Linked DNA regions of Zea mays: region 2 is linked to region 1. The links are chromatin contacts, called in public Hi-C maps. All regions are on one chromosome and are shown on one strand. Each heading gives the region's core, a stretch centred on a gene start, on an enhancer-like site or on the middle of the called end of the contact. The rest is flanking DNA. Distances are from core to core; before and after follow the strand shown.

Region 1 (5,239 bases), core at 467-2,966:
AATCTGCCTTCTTCATCTGCAAGCCATGTTTAATTATGAAATGGACATGAGCAGCTATTTTACATGTTTACATGTTCTAGAATTGCTACTATTCATTGCTGCAATAATTACATATGGCATTTATCCGAGTTATATGCTTGTTTTATTCGGAATTAGAATATTTAATTTATTTAAATATAAAGGAAGCATGTCACTTGTTTCTCTAATATTACAACAGTGTTTGGTTAGAAATAATTGGAAAGAAGTTATCCACGTATCCGAACCATAATTAGGCTATTTTTCTTTTAGTGCTCTCAAAACTTTTCCTCTCGCCTTTCTCTCTTTCTCATTTTAGTGATATCTTGTTGTGTTTTAATTCTAGTCTACCACAACTTATTTGGACTAAAAGGCTATGATGATATTCACGTTTATCGTTCAACATATGATATACTTTAAGTATGATTTTGAAATTTCCATTTTAGTACTATTATTAATTTTGTTAGTGATATCGTCTAGCCTACTATATATTTTAAATATAGCTTTCAATTTTTAATTTTCGTATCAAACTTAATTTTAAAAAGTTAAACAGATTATATATTGCCTTTCCACGAGTGGGTGGTGGCTGGTTGCCCCGGCACCACAGACACAGAACCCGCACCGAGCTACAGGATTCCTGGCCGAAACATATGATATACTTTAAGTATGATTTTGAAATTTCCATTTTAGTACTATTATTAATTTTGTTAGTGATATCGTCTAGCCTACTATATATTTTAAATATAGCTTTCAATTTTTAATTTTCGTATCAAACTTAATTTTAAAAAGTTAAACGGATTATATATTGCCTTTCCACGAGTGGGTGGTGGCTGGTTGCCCCGGCACCACAGACACAGAACCCGCACCGAGCTACAGGATTCCTGGCCGAAACAAGCGGCCAGGGTTGCAACAGGCTGCCACGCGCGAAAGAAAGCAAAAAGCAGAGCTCGTTTCCCCACCCATGAGCGACTGCCGAGCCGACTACTCGACTTCCTCCTCGCCCTTCCTTCCACCGCTTCCCTCCCTTCCCTTCCATCCAGCACGCCACGCTCGCCCGCAAGTCGCAACTCGCAAGGGGTAGCGCAGAGGCGGGTCGGACGGAGAGAGAGAGAGAGAGAGAGAGAGAGAGAGAGAGAGAGAGAGAGAGAGAGAGAGAGAGAGAGAGAGAGAGAGAGAGAGAGAGAGAGAGAGAGAGAGAGAGAGAGAGAGAGAGAGAGAGAGAGAGAGAGAGAGAGAGAGAGAGAGAGAGAGAGAGAGAGAGAGAGAGAGAGAGAGAGAGAGAGAGAGAGAGAGAGAGAGAGAGAGAGAGAGAGAGAGAGAGAGAGAGAGAGAGAGAGAGAGAGAGAGAGAGAGAGAGAGAGAGAGAGAGAGAGAGAGAGAGAGAGAGAGAGAGAGAGAGAGAGAGAGAGAGAGAGAGAGAGAGAGAGAGAGAGAGAGAGAGAGAGAGAGAGAGAGAGAGAGAGAGAGAGAGAGAGAGAGAGAGAGAGAGAGAGAGAGAGAGAGAGAGAGAGAGAGAGAGAGAGAGAGAGAGAGAGAGAGAGAGAGAGAGAGAGAGAGAGAGAGAGAGAGAGAGAGAGAGAGAGAGAGAGAGAGAGAGAGAGAGAGAGAGAGAGAGAGAGAGAGAGAGAGAGAGAGAGAGAGAGAGAGAGAGAGAGAGAGAGAGAGAGAGAGAGAGAGAGAGAGAGAGAGAGAGAGAGAGAGAGAGAGAGAGAGAGAGAGAGAGAGAGAGAGAGAGAGAGAGAGAGAGAGAGAGAGAGAGCCTAGTCGACTTTCCGTTTCGGGAAATTCCCGTGCCGCTGCTCGCCGCGGCGAGTGTCGCCCTTTGGATCGGGCGAATCATCCTGACCCGCGCCCCGGAACCGCAGCCAATCGGTCGCGGGAGGGGGGGCTCGTGGCGGCGCTGCGCGCGAGGATGCGCCGCGCGGGCGGCTCGCTTCTGCTGGCCTGCTGCGCCCGCGCGCGCGCGCCCGCCGCGAGGTACGAGCGCATGACTCCCCGCCGCTGAACTGAATCGGTCCTGGGCTGGTTTTCGGCTTTTGCGCGACTGGGCCCGTGCGCCGTGACCTTATTGCGCGGGCGCCGCGCGGTTTGCGCAGGGTAGGTTTGGTGCGATGGAAGGGGCGGCGGCGGCGGAGGTGGGCGGCGGCGGCGAGGATGTGCAGATCAAGGGCGCCAAGGAGAGTGGGCAGCCCGCGGCGGCGGCGCAGCAGCCGCCGCCGCTGCCGTCCGGCAGCGAGGCGCTGGAGATGCCGGCCACGCCGCTTCCGCGGGACATGGACTGGTCCGAGCACTTCTCCTTCTTCACCTCGCCGGGCGGGTTCGCGGGCAGCTCGGACGGCGCGAGGGGCCTCGCCAGCGTCGGCCTGTCCAACTCCGAGTCCAGGCCGGACAGCGTGACGCAGCGCGGCGTGGACCACGGCGCGGAAGAGAGGGTGGAGGAGCTCACATTGAAGAACTGCATTAGCGCTGATGCTGCCCAGCCCGAAGCCTCTGCTGGTGGGAGCACGAGCGGTGGGGATAGGCCTGCTGTTATTAAGGGCCTGTGGGGTAACTTCACACGGATGGCCCGGAGAACCAGCTATTTGGCCAGCAGGGAAAACGCCGCACTGAGCTATGGCGACATTGCAAGCTCGAGGGCTGGTGATGCTTCTAGCAGGGAAAATCTGGCGACGAGCCTTGCCAACAATATCATCTCAAGGAACAACGATGTGTCTGGCAATGAGGCACCTACGAGTCGTGTCGGATATGTGAATAATGAGTTCAAGACGCCATTTCACAGCCAGCAGATTCTCTTGTCCCCTTGGTCTAATCAGGACAACGCTCTTAAAGTAAGCAGCTTCTCGAATAGGATTCTTGATCAGATGAGAAGTAAGACTGTGGCACCCCCATCTGGGGTTCTAGGGTCACCGCTTAAAAGCAAATCAAAAGGTAAAGGGGTTGCATACCAACGTGCACGGGAGGAGATCCGAGTGCAAGCTAATGCAAGACCCAGAGACCCTCTGGACAAGATCCCGACAATTCCTACCTCAATTCATGATTCTGTGGCCAGAGTGGACATGCTTTTCAGTACTAGTGGAGATGTTTCAAAATCCCACTCTGAGGGAACTAGCCTGAGGGAACTGATTAAGCCTGGGCGGCAAACGATGTCCAAGTTTGAGAAATTGCATTTGTTTAAGCAGATCCTTGATCTTGTGGATAACTGTCATGCACAGGGTTTTACTTTACAACATTTGCGACCATCATATTTTACGATCCTATCTTCAAATCAAGTTAAATATATCGGTTCTTATACCACACAAGATTTGCCAACATCAATCAAACAAGAGTTTGCTAGAGAAGATCTTGTGAGTAGAAAAAGAGCTTTTGGCCATAGAATTGATTACCAAGACTCTAATGGCCATGGAAATTTGATGCTGAAGCATCAAAAGGTTGGTGAGCAAGGCTTAGTTGCTGTCAGGCGGCTGGCAAATACATTTTTGACTGACAAAATACGCGACAATCAAATTGAAGATAACGATCCAGGTATTTCAAGGCAAGAAAATTTTAGTTACACTACCAGAGAACATTTTAAGTTCGTCGAATCATATGGCAGCAATATGTCCAGTGCTCAGCATGTATCTAGTTCTGGAACCCAACAACCAGCATTTGAATTGAGGAATATTGAGGAAAGCTGGTACAAAAGCCCAGAGGAGCTCAGTCAATTTAAAGGCACACCCCCATCAAACATCTATAGCCTTGGGGTTCTTCTATTTGAGGTATATCCAGTACTTAAGTGCCATTTTTTTGCAGCAGTATCCATAATTGGATTTTGTAGAAGTGATGTGACATTGTGCAATTGCAATTTGTAGTTTTGCGGGGTGGTATATTACTATCATTTACTAGCAAATTCAAGTGGTTTACCTAAAATCTCTGAGCTGTTGGACTTCTGACATGCATAAGCATAACATGGTGTTTCCCACGTCCCACCACATTTTAAACACGAAAGATTAACATATCAGGAAAATAAAAAATGACACAGATAATCACATTAATTTTGAGATATTTATGGTCCTTTCACAATGATCTCCATTGCCAATGAAAGAATATGATAGGCATTCTGTTTTTTTGGTGCATCAGCTTTTGGAATGCTGAAAGCACTTCACTATGCAGCATATTTGCATGACACATGCACCTTATAGTGAATCTGGTTGTGGTTTCCAATTGCTATTGAGGTTCAAGACCATGGAATTACAGGTCTACGCTTGCCTTGGTTACATGTGGATGCTGACTAATGCCCTTGTTCTTACTATATCCAATTCTTATGTAGTCTCTTGTTATTATATATGAGAATTGCAGTTGTTCCACTAGCACCATGCTTGCACAGATTTAATTGCTTACTAATTGAAACCACACTTGCAGTTGGACTTCTCTACTTTCTGTGTGATTCTGTAGACTATTTTTTTTTCTGACTGAAATGTAAGATTCTATCTTAAGTCTGGCAGGCAAGGTATTTAATTAACCTAATATTTTTGTCAGCTCTTTTGCTGTTCTGAGACATGGGAGATGCACTGTGCTGCAATGTCAAATCTTCGCCAACGCATCCTTCCTCCAAATTTTCTTTCAGAAAGTCCCAAGGAGGCTGGCTTCTGCCTTTGGTTACTGCATCCAGATCCTTGTTCAAGACCAAAAGCAAAGTCAGTTTATTTATCTCTCTCATTTGGAGACATAATAAGAAAAATGTTTACTGATTAGTACATTACTTTGATATAAGTAAAGGCCAATCTTCTTCGCTTTGGTGAATTTTGTATGTTACAGTTAAGTTTAGTTAACTCTTTGTATAAGGATTACTTCTGCCATTCATTGCATGTGGAAATATGTTAGATATGGTTAATGTTATCCCTTTCGTGCCCTTCTACTTGATGTTTCTTTGCTGTTTAAAGACTGGAAATAATAATTATATTGCTGTTCGTGCCTAATAGCCAGCATACTGTTTTTTCAGAGAGATTCTTGGATGTGACTTGATAAATGAGGGTCGGGATTTGTCCTTGTTAGATAAGTCACCAGTTTCCATCAGTGAAGATGACACTGAATCTAGTTTGCTACTTAACTTCCTTTCTCAATTGAAAGAAGAAAAGGAGATGCAGGCTGCCAAGTTATCGGCAGAGCTTGGAAGCTTACAAACAGATATCACAGAGATTGACAGAAGACACTCAGCAGGAATGAGATTGAGTTTAGAGGATATGGA
Region 2 (4,750 bases), core at 40-2,539, 85 kb before region 1:
GAGGAAGGACGTAAGCACCAGGGACCGGGAACACGACCCTCCATCGGCCTCAGCCTAGGTTCATGCAGACCCTCCATTATCCTCAGCGTCGTTGCGATGGCAACGGATGGCCCATCCCTAGCCTCATCTGTGCCTGCCATCGGGCGGAGAGAGCAGTGCTCATGCCATCAGGGAGGGAGGGGGGCTCTACCTCGGTGTCGTGGACTCCGCGGCGGCCACCACGCCTAGCTGCAGGATAATTTGCGTGGGACAACATCATCACCCCTGACTTCGAGGCCGGCCAGATACCATTGCGAGGGGGTGGGTGCGGAGAGTGGTGATGACGATGCAAAGCGGACGTGGAGCTGGGCGATGAGGACATGGGCGGACAGGGCACGACGAGAGGAGATGAGGAGGGCTGGTGGGGTGGGTGGGGATGTGGGGAAAGATTTCTGGCGGGGAGATCTGCAATCGCGGTAATGGAGGGCGCGGAGATCTGCATGCGCGGTTCTTGCGGCGCACAACGGGAGCTATAGAGGTGTGCGGCGGGGTCGCACGGGGCACGGGTGCAAGCGGGGGCGCGTGGGGCCATGGTGTCGCCCTGCGCCCACCTTATGTTCCTAATAGTAGTAGGGATATTATATAAACACAACTCAAAGCAACGGTTTTGTCTAGATCACAACATTTTTGTGAATACTTTCTTTTACACTTTGAAACAAAATGTTATCAGAAAAAAAACTTTCATAGCCCAGCAGATAGAAAATTAAACCTAGTGTTCCTTCCGCTCAAGAGGGGTGGGGGATATTGCAATTTACTACAAGCATAAAACGTAACGATTCAAGATTTTTTGTTTGGACCGACGCGAAACGAGCCTTCTCTGGCGAGCAGGAACATATGTTACAAGCACAACGACGTCGCCTTCAGATATCAGTCGTAGTATATGTTATCTTTCCAGAAATGGGAAACGAGCCCCATACTCTACTGCCGTGCCCAGGCGTGCTGTCACGTACGTTCGTTGGCCTCTCATCTCACCCAGAAAAGGAAAAGAGAGAAAACGAAGGCACGCGGGTGCACGGCACGTACGGAGTACACGTATACTATACCAGTGTCACTTTCCCCCCATCGCTTGTTGCACCGGTGCTGCGGCGCGGAAAGACAGAGGACGGCTGGCTGGCTGGCTGGCTGGACGGACGGACTGGACGACCGTGGGAGTACGAACGAGAAGATGGGCGGGGGCTCCTGTCCTGACCTCACGATTTTTTTGGTTTGGTATGGACCGGGCGCCGAGCCGAGATCGCGCGGCGCGGTGGGAATAGTTTAAGGCCGGGGGTGGTGGCGGGCAGCGCCCCACGTCGCGGCCTCACCTCACCACGTATACGCGTGCGAGCCGAGGCCAAGACAAGCGACGGCACTCCGCACTCAGCTTCGCTCCTCGCCATCGATCTTCATCCACGTGAGAGAGAGAGAGAGCATGTGTCGCCGACACCACTATTATGCGGTACCGTAAGATGCATCACCTATATACCGATCTTGTCACCAGTCATACAAACAAAAATGTCACCAATGTCTGGCTCTTTGATGGGGTGTTTGGTCCCTTGAAAAAGTTGAGTCTGTATCAAATTGAATATTAATTATGAGTCTTAAATAGCTCCGTGTACTTATACTTTAGTTCAGTAGAACCCAACAACCGTTGTGCCGTAGAAATTTACTAACAGTAGAACTGTAGGTCTCTCTCCGTATCTCAATTTATAATTTGTTCGACTTCTATTATCAAGTTTGATCGGTTCGTCTTATTCAAAAATCCGTAATTACTATTAGTTTTTACAGTGGTATCGTTTGAACCCTTATCTATTTGCCTTAGTGATAGATGAGGTCACGAGTGATATACAAGAAGATATTCCTTGGTGTGTATGCTTTTTTCGCTGACGATGTAGTTATAGCAGATGAAAGGCGGGAAGAAGTAAATAGAAAGTTAGAGTTATGGCGTCAGACCCTAGAGTCAAAAATGATTCAGAATTAGCAGACCAAAAACCGAGTATATGAGATGTGACTTTGATACTATAATTAGCGAGGATGGGAGATGTAAGTTTGGGAGGCCAGGTAGTACCAAAGAAGGACACCCTTCTGTTATTTGGGATCAATACTACAGAGAGATGGTGATATTGATGAAGATGTTAGTCATAGAATCAAAAGCGGGGTGGATGAAACTGCGTCGAGCATCGAGAGTCCTATGCGACAAGAGAGTGTCATGGAAGTTGAAAGGCAAGTTCTACAGGACAACGATTAGGCCTGCAATGTTATATGGGGCTAAGTGTTGGCCTACTAAGAGACGACATATCAAACAACTAAGTGTCGCAGAGATGCGTATGTTGCGTTGGATATGTGGGCACACAAGATTGGATCGAGTGAGAAACGATGACATACGCGATCGGCTAGGAGTAGCGCCAATTGAAGAAAAGCTTATTCATGTCACACCCAGATTTAAGGGGTAAACCCGGATGCGTCTCATATGTGCACCAAAGAAGAACAACACATATAACGACCAAGTGTATAGAGATAAATGTCACAAATATTATTACATAGCGGAAGTGTTTTACAAAATTAAGCGATAACAATTAAGCGAACTAATATTATTTCCTTGGCGCCATTAAGCTGACTGGGAGACGCCACCTAGACTTGATCAAACTCCTCATAGTAGTCCTCCTCGTGGGCCACCTGCTCTTCACCTGTGAGGGGTTTATATATCGCAAGGATGAGCTCACAAAAGTTCATCGCTCAACAAGTGTGAGGAATAATGTGCATGAGCTCACCAAAAGTGAGGGCTCATGTGAAGTGTAAGGCTGGTCAACAAATAATGGTTAAAGCTGAGCATTGCTTTTAATAAGTTGGCCAAAAAAACTTAGCAGTTACTAAATATAAGTATATGTTGGGGGCCTTCGTCTTCCGAAGGTCCTCAAAAATATGACTAACATGCTTTCCAAGTATAATATGCTATTACAGGGACCTTCGGACTTGGTATGGAACTGTGCGCAATGAGGAAAGCACAGTCTGGGAGAAGGTCAAACCAGTTCCGAAGCTACTCGTAAAGATGCTTCGGCTTTGCGATGGATAATGTAACCGACCTAAAGGGGAAAAGGCTATCTGGTCCTCGACAAATTGTTCTTGAGTTAATAGTGAATGCCATGGGCATGAATGTAATTTCACACAGGCTGCGTCCTGTACCTATAAATAGGTGAACAGTACCCCATACTGTTCACGCTGACTTGTATTCGCTCGTGCGTCACGCCCGAATCTTTGCCTTCTGCCAAGCCGAAGGTATAAATGTAAATTCAATATTGCTCTTATTCATTCATGACTATATAAAAAGGACATATAAATGATATTATATGATTATTCATGTTATTTCTCATGTTTCACATGCTTCTTCTTTCATCAATGTAAACTGTGATGATGAAGGTATGTCCTTTATGACCTTCGTCCGAAGATCGTTATATCCTAAGTGAAATAATGCTTCGAAGGACGAAGGCCATTAACCATTAACTTCTTTCTGTGTTGCCTTGTTCTTAATTCATAGCATTTGAGAACAAGTCCCCAACATTGGCGCCCACCTCCGGTGAACTCATTCGACCACCTTCGACAAGTTGTGACCTTCGTCATGCCGCCGAAGAAAGCTTCAGGTCTAAGGGCTGCACTGCAACCACTAGATGTCAACCAGGATACGCTGTGCGAAGCCCGAACTCAAAAGAGGAAGGCTACAAGTCCAACCCCTCAAGAGGACAAGCTGGACCAGGAGATAAGGGACCTCGAAGCTATTCATCAACAGGTTCAGAGGAAGAAGGAGAAGATGCTTCGCCTCTCCGAATTACAGAGGAAGATTGATGAAGCTGCTAAAGAGATGCGCCATCTCACTCAAGATGACCAGGGTCGAAGACCTCCACAGAGAGAGCTTCGTCAAGACAATTGCTACAGTGATGATGATTGGTATGAAGATTTCCATCATGGAAATTTTGCTTTTGATGATGCTTCTCCTCTATCAGTAGAACTGCAGGCTACAGCATGGCCCCCATCATACAAGCCACCTCAGCTCCCCATGTATGATGGGCACTCAGATCCGAAGTTTCTGATGAGCTACGAAGCAACTATATCTTCGTACGGGGGCAACACTGCAGTCATGGCAAAATCCTTCGTCATGGCAGTCCAAAGTGTGGCCTAGACATGGTACTCTTCTCTTCGGCTAGGAACGATCACGTCATGGCAAAAGCTAAAGGACATGCTGGTCACCAGTTTTCAAGGCTTTCAAACGAAGCCAGTCACAGCTCAGGCCTTGTTCCAGTGCACACAAAACCATGAGGAATACCTTCAGGCGTATGTCCGAAGGTTTTTGCGACTCAGAGCACAAGCACCCATAGTGCCCAATGAGATCGTCATTGACGCAATGATCAAGGGTCTTTGGCCCGGGCCTACGGCCTAATACTTCACCAGGAAACCTCCCCAGACTCTGGAGAAGCTGCTTCAGAAAATGGATGAGTACATCCGAGTAGACAATGACTTCCACCAAAAAAGGGAAGAAGCTTACAGATTCTCTGAGATGACTAAGGGCTTCGGAGGGAGAGTCCACCCTAGGCACATCAGATCAATCCATAGCTCCAGTCAGAATGATGACAAAGGAAGCCAGCTTCGGAGGCCGCAACACACCTCACAGTCTTCGGGACAGCAGCAAAGCTCCTTCAGCCTGCCAGCTCCAAGGGGCAGAGGCACTAGGGCTTCGGAG

What was found. A called contact is a pair of places that touch in the nucleus more often than the background predicts.
Region 2: a contact with region 1 is called in a Hi-C map of leaf, with 7 times the contacts expected there. The contact joins the enhancer-like site here to the promoter of LOC103635349 in region 1. A contact is called at or near these places in 4 of 25 Hi-C or Micro-C datasets (leaf and tassel).

Annotation. Positions count from the first base shown.
Region 1 is chr8:73,509,934-73,515,172 of Zm-B73-REFERENCE-NAM-5.0, reverse strand. LOC103635349 (protein SUPPRESSOR OF PHYA-105 1) reads left to right here and starts at 1,716. Exons shown (of 7, transcript XM_008657827.3): 1 at 1,716-3,770; 2 at 4,531-4,688; 3 at 4,994-5,239. The coding sequence starts at 2,127.
Region 2 is chr8:73,595,205-73,599,954 of Zm-B73-REFERENCE-NAM-5.0, reverse strand. No RefSeq gene overlaps it. Among protein-coding and RNA genes, the nearest start is that of LOC103635352, 4.6 kb to the left of the region's middle. Within about 2 kb of position 1,289, at least 18 of the 20 cell types and tissues checked have an H3K27ac peak or open chromatin away from gene starts, as enhancers often do. A contact at or near this core is called in leaf and tassel, where this site is marked.